Linked DNA regions of Zea mays: region 2 is linked to region 1. The links are chromatin contacts, called in public Hi-C maps. All regions are on one chromosome and are shown on one strand. The core of a region is the stretch at or near the end of the contact, and the rest is flanking DNA. Distances in the headings are between cores, read along the strand shown.

Evidence for each region. Hi-C and Micro-C count contacts between places; a contact is called where the count stands out from the background.
Region 2: a contact with region 1 is called in a Hi-C map of leaf, with 6 times the contacts expected there. The contact joins the promoter of LOC100193995 here to the promoter of LOC100283314 in region 1. A contact is called at or near these places in 2 of 25 Hi-C or Micro-C datasets (ear and leaf).

What each region holds. Positions count from the first base shown.
Region 1 is chr9:115,060,252-115,062,990 of Zm-B73-REFERENCE-NAM-5.0, reverse strand. LOC100283314 (VQ motif family protein) reads right to left here and starts at 1,369. Exons shown (of 1, transcript NM_001156216.2): 1 at 318-1,369. The coding sequence starts at 1,279. The coding sequence ends at 578.
Region 2 is chr9:115,472,585-115,475,644 of Zm-B73-REFERENCE-NAM-5.0, reverse strand. It overlaps LOC100193995 (oligomeric Golgi complex component-related protein), which reads left to right and starts at 1,312. Exons shown (of 10, transcript NM_001352022.1): 1 at 1,312-1,599; 2 at 2,424-2,513; 3 at 2,623-2,742; 4 at 2,819-2,920. The coding sequence starts at 1,312.

The DNA of each region.
Region 1 (2,739 bases), core at 120-2,619:
GGTCAGCCGCACGTCACGCCTGCGAGGTGCGTTGCACTTGCACCTCGGGTCCCCGCGGGCCCCTGCGGCTCAGGAACACGACGGCGCAGCGGATGGAATGGAAACGCGCGCGAAAACAACATGTGATCCATGGGTGTGGCGGCCGCCACGGCCTTTGCTTCCGGACCCGGGCAACCGAGCGCAATCAAGACGTAGATATGTTCGCCTCGCCGCCACCGAAGGATCGACATCGTCACACCGAAGGATCGACACACGTACGAAAGCTACGTTTAAATCTCGGAGGATCGGAGCTGAGTAGTAGCAGGCAATTAACCTCCGTGAAAGTGACTAGATGAGCTGCTGCTAGGACACAGACTACCACATCATCAGAAACACAAGATATTTACATCGTCTCTGCAGCCAGCGGAGAAACAAGGCTGCGCGAATTAAGCAAGCGGAGGAGCAAACTAACTACACACAACCAGGAGAAACTTAACTGACTCTGATTACCCTTTTTTTTTTGGCTGCTGCTAATCTTCGCTTCCCCTTCCCAAGCTTCCATTCCATGCACGTGGCGTGGATGCCCGTCGAGCCTTGGTCAAGCAAAGAAGCCATTAGTGCTAGTGTTAGCGGCGGGCATGTGCGGCATCTGGGCCGCCTGGATGCTCTGCAGGAACATCCTCTCCTCCGCCGACGCGGCGAACCCGTGGGAGGCGGCGGGGGCGAAGACGTCGCCGCCGTCTTGCAGCAGGCCGCCGCCGCCGCCGTTGCTATAGCCGAATGGCGACGCCGCGCCGGCGTACTGCTGCTGCTGCTGCTGCCTGCGGAGCTGCTCCTGGAGCGGCGCGGGGTGCTGGCTCCGGTGCAGCTGGTGGTCGAAGGACATGACGGCGGCCGAGGACGGCGGGAAGCCGTAGTCGGCGGCGAAGTTGATGACCGGGGCCCCGAACGCCCCCGCGGGGGGCGCGGGGATGCCCGTGAACTGCTGCACCATGGCACGGAAGTTGGCCGTGTCCGTGTTCAGCAGCGTCACGGGCGCGCGCCGCGACGCGCGGGACCGCCGCCGCGCCGCCGGCTTCCCGATCCGCGGCCCCTCTACCCCGTGCAGCAGATGGGCCCCGGCCTTGGTGGGGCTTCCTCCGCTGGACCCGCCCGACGTCGGGCTCGCTACGGCGGCGGCCGCAGCGGTGGTGCCGGCGTCGTCGTCGGGGGGCAGCAGGACCGGCCCGGCGTCGTGGTGGTGGTGGTGGTAGAGCGCGGCCCACTGCGCGAAGCTCGAGCCTGTGTCACTCATCGCCATCGACGCGCGCGGGTCGGAGCCGAGCGTCAGGCGCTGCTCGTGCTCGTGCTCGTCGTCGTCGTTCGTCGACGAGTGTGTGTGTCGGAAGAGGAGTTGGACACGGCCGCGGGGCCTGGCCATTTATAGTGACCCAGCCAGCGGTCCACCAGGCTGTGCCATCCGTCGGATCGACGTGCTCCTCTAGCCAACGCCCGAGATTGGCCAACGTGTCGCGGTCCTGCCTAGCGTAGCCCATCTGCTCCCCCCACCTTCCGAGAAGCGTCGCTGATCCGCTCCGCTCCCCCGCGCGCGGGACAGGTGGTGGACTGGCGGCCCACACACCAGCGGGCACGTGGGGCCCGCGCCACTGTGCTGCGGCCTTCCGGGACCGCCGCGGCGTCGTCGTCGTCGCCGGGTGCTCGGCTCGGGGTTGGCAGCCAGCCGGGCCCGCAGCTCCATCGGGCTGTCACGTCGCTCTGCAGCACGTCGATGCGTCTTGATTCTGGATGGGGATTTCGGCTGCCGCATGGCGTCGCATTGCATCCCACCCAATACCCATGCGGCCGTCCGGTTCGCGTGCGTGCGTGCGCGCGACGCTGGTCTTTTCTCCCGCGCAGCCGCAGCATGTGGAGGCGGGCAGCCGGCGGCGGATCCGATCAACCCAGCACTAAGCTTGTGCTGCACCTGCAGTTAACGAAGCTTCAGCGGAAGCCACGGAAGAGATTGAGGGCCACGCAACGCAACGCAACGCACTGCCGGAGGATGGAGGCGGACGCCGGCGATTCCGTCGGTGTGTGTCCGTCCGGTTGGAAGAATCGAGCGGCGACGGTGAATTCAGCACATGCCATTTCTGGGGAGACCGGCCGATGGACATGTCGCTCTCAGGATCCACCTCGGAGATCGTGTTTACATTACCCCGGTCGACGGGTCTCATGCTCCTCTAATAAACATTATTACCCCGGTCGATGGACACTTGCCGCGCGCTGTGGGGTGCGCTCGTGGCGTTGAACTTTCTAATTCCATGATCGCCCAGCTGTCGTAGCGATACTGACCCGCTTGGTGGATGTGCTTGGATCCACGTCCACCTAGTTAGGATAAAGATTAGCTGCACTGCACAGCTCTAAATCAGATCTATTTATGTCTTGTTCGGTTATTCTTATTACACATAGATTAAATAGAATTGGAAAAAAATTAAGAAAATTTTTGACTTACTTGATATTTAAACTCACTCAATCTATATAGATTGAGAGCTAATCAAACAAGCCCTTAATAGACCAGCTTATTGTGAGCTTGATATCCATTTACTAAAAGAATATATAGCCCTAACATACATTTGTGCATATTAACCCCGATAGACTGAATCGTCAGATTTTTTAGATTGGCAAAGCCATCGTGGATACATATAAAATCTATCAACTCTTAGACCACTTCAAAAAAAAAACACCGTTGGCATGTGACATTCTAGATCCGTCAGAGTTAAA
Region 2 (3,060 bases), core at 63-2,562, 410 kb before region 1:
CTTATTCTTGTGAAAACTTGCGCCGTAGCAGCATCGTTGCTGGAAACTTATTCTTGTGAAAACTTTTTGTGAAAGCTTATTCGTGTGAGACCTTATATGGTGCTATTTAATTGTTGCTATTTAATTCGTGTGAGATGTTACAAGGGGTAACAATAGCGTCCTATTTAATTGTTGCTCAGTACAATAAATTTTGCCGATAGTCCTATTTAATTGTATCGGGCAAGAAACCAGTCTTCAGTTTTTACAACCAGTTTCAGATTTTTTGTAAACAGTCTCAGGTTTTTGCAACTGGCAATGAATTTTTCACAAGTCTTCTCATGGTCTTCTTGTGCCACAGTCTCAATTTTTACAAGCAGCTGGCAAGCAATTGGTGAGATATCAGAACTCTACAATGGCATCCGATGCCAGAGATACGATGCACAGAGAGGACAAAATAGTCTACTCGTGTCACAGAAAAAGGGGAAATAAAATAAAAAAGATTTAAATTGATCCATAATTTTATTATAATGGTGTATCACAGTGGAGATTGTTGTTTTATTGAAGACTAAGGCGTGTTTGGCATTGCTCTGCTCCATCTTAGAACAGCTCTACTCCAAAACTCTGGATGGAGCAGCTCTGCTCTAGAGTTTAAATTGTTTCTCATAACCGGTGGTAGTGGCGGGTAAATAACTCCAATCTCGTTGTTTTTTTGGAGTTTTCGGAGCAGCAAAAGAGGTACTCCAAAAAATTATACTGCAACTCCAAAAACTCCATAGAGTTTACAACTCTGGAGTTAAGGTGTTTGACATACTCTACCAGCTCCTCTTTAGAGTTTTGCTCTGAAGTCATACTAAACACGCCCTAAATTATATATATTATTGTGTCGAAGCCGGTTATATAAGAGCATCTCCAACAATGCCTCAAACTAATGCCTCAAATTGAAATATAGTGCTCTACACAGGAAAAACTACTCCAACAGTGCCTCAATTCAACAAATTTTGTCAAAAAACTATAGGGCACCCTCTCAAGTGCCTCAAATATACTACACCGTAGTGGGCTGCCCTATAATCTAGATTTGGGGCTTTACTGTTGGAGCGGGGTGTTTTGTTGGTGCCCTAAATTCTATAAAATTTACTTATTTTTAAATTATAAGGCATTTTTATAGTTCACGTTGTTGGAGATGCTCTAATAAGGTTTATAATAGCAAACAAAAAAAAAAAAAAAACTCTTCGTCCCTACTCCCCTGCAGAGTGCAGTGTGCAGACACCCGAGGAGCCGAGACAGAGAAGCAGTGAAGGGAACCCGCGCGCTTTCTCCCGACGTGCACCGGAAATGGTGGTCGTGGACGCGTCGGAGTTCGGGGCGGAGGGCTTCGACCCGAAGCGGTGGATCAACGCGGCGCTGGACGCGCGGCACCCGTCGGAGCCTCTCGATCGCTTCCTCGCCGACGCCGAGGAGCGCCTGCGTTCCGCGGCCGACGACGCCGCGGCCGCGCTCGAGAGGGATAGCGGCGACGCCCTCCGCCGCGTCCCGTTGGCATGCCGCGACGCGCTGCGCCTCCGCGACGACGCCGTCGCCCTACGCTCCCACCTCGCCTCCGTCCTCCAGTCCCTCTCCCTGGTACGCGCCTCCGTCCCTGTGGCTTTCTCCTTATTGGATCTGGGACTCACTAACAATCCCGTGGGTTTATTACGCGAAACCGAGATGGATTGCTTCGAGCTCTGGAATAGCTTACCGCGCGTAGTCTCTTCGCACGTATATTTCAGATGGATCTGGATCTCACATCCATGTCTAGTCAAGTCTGATTTCATCTGCCTGGGTTTCACCTTGGATACGACATGAGTACAATTGTAGCGTACTAGCGTACAAGTAGTACGAAATTCACGAGTGAGTCATTTAGTTTGATTAGTTTATGTTCAGATTTCGTTGCCCAAATCTGCTACCAGTTGAAAGTTTATCTCGAAATGTTTTGGGCCTCCGGGTTTTGTGAAACTAAGCTACACTCTGACATAGTTGCATTAGATGTCATGCGGACTAATTTGGATATTGTCATTTTATGTACTTACAAACTTGAGCGTATTGTAAGAGTTAAAATTAGGAGCAATTCAGACATTCAGATTCGAAGGCAATCTGCATAGAACTTTTCTTTGCTTGCCAAAAAAAAGGCAAAGAGCCATGGAGTTCTAGTAATGCTTACATACTGAGGTGATAAAAATTCCAGTACAACAATATGCAAGGAAAATAAAATCTTGGCCTTCAGTTGTGTCATTGTGTGACCGTGAGAGAACCATTCTTGTACACCAAACTAATCTCTCGGGGGTTTGCAGTCTATCCCTCTGCCCAAGCTCACTCTATCTTGATATACTGTATTCTGTTCCAGCTACATTTTTGCTAAGGCGACAACTAACAAAGTATTCATGGTTATATAATATATTTCCATCCAGGCTGAGGGCTCATCCGCAGAATCAATAGCTGCACTAGCGCGTATTGACACTGTGAAACAGCGCATGGAAGCCGCATACACAACATTGCAGGTAAGGTCTATCTGGAGTTGTAGACCATGGCACACCACTGGAGTATAGTTTTACTAATGTGGTAAATTCTTGTTTATTATTTTTAAGAGTTCATTTGATGGAATGGCAGGATGCTGCTGGGTTAGCTCAGTTGAGCCAGAGTGTTGAGGATGTGTTTTCTAGTGGCAATCTTCCAAAAGCTGCAGAAACCCTGGCAACTATGAGACATTGCTTGTCAGCAGTTGGAGAGGTGTCATACTCTCTGTAAAAAGCCATGAGCTGCATACACAGCCTGTTTGTTTTGCTTATAACAAGGTTTCTTTCAGGTTGCCGAGTTTGCAAACGTCAGAAAACAACTTGAAGTATTGGAAGAAAGGCTAGATGAAATGGTGCAGCCTCGATTAGTAGATGCACTTTCTAATCGCAAGGTATAATCCCCACAAAACAATACTCTCTCCGTTCCGAATTTTAAGTCGTTTTGGCTTTTCTAGATACATAATTTCTGCTATGCACCTAAAATACATTATGTCTTGATACGTAGTAAAAGCTATATATCTAGAAATAACAA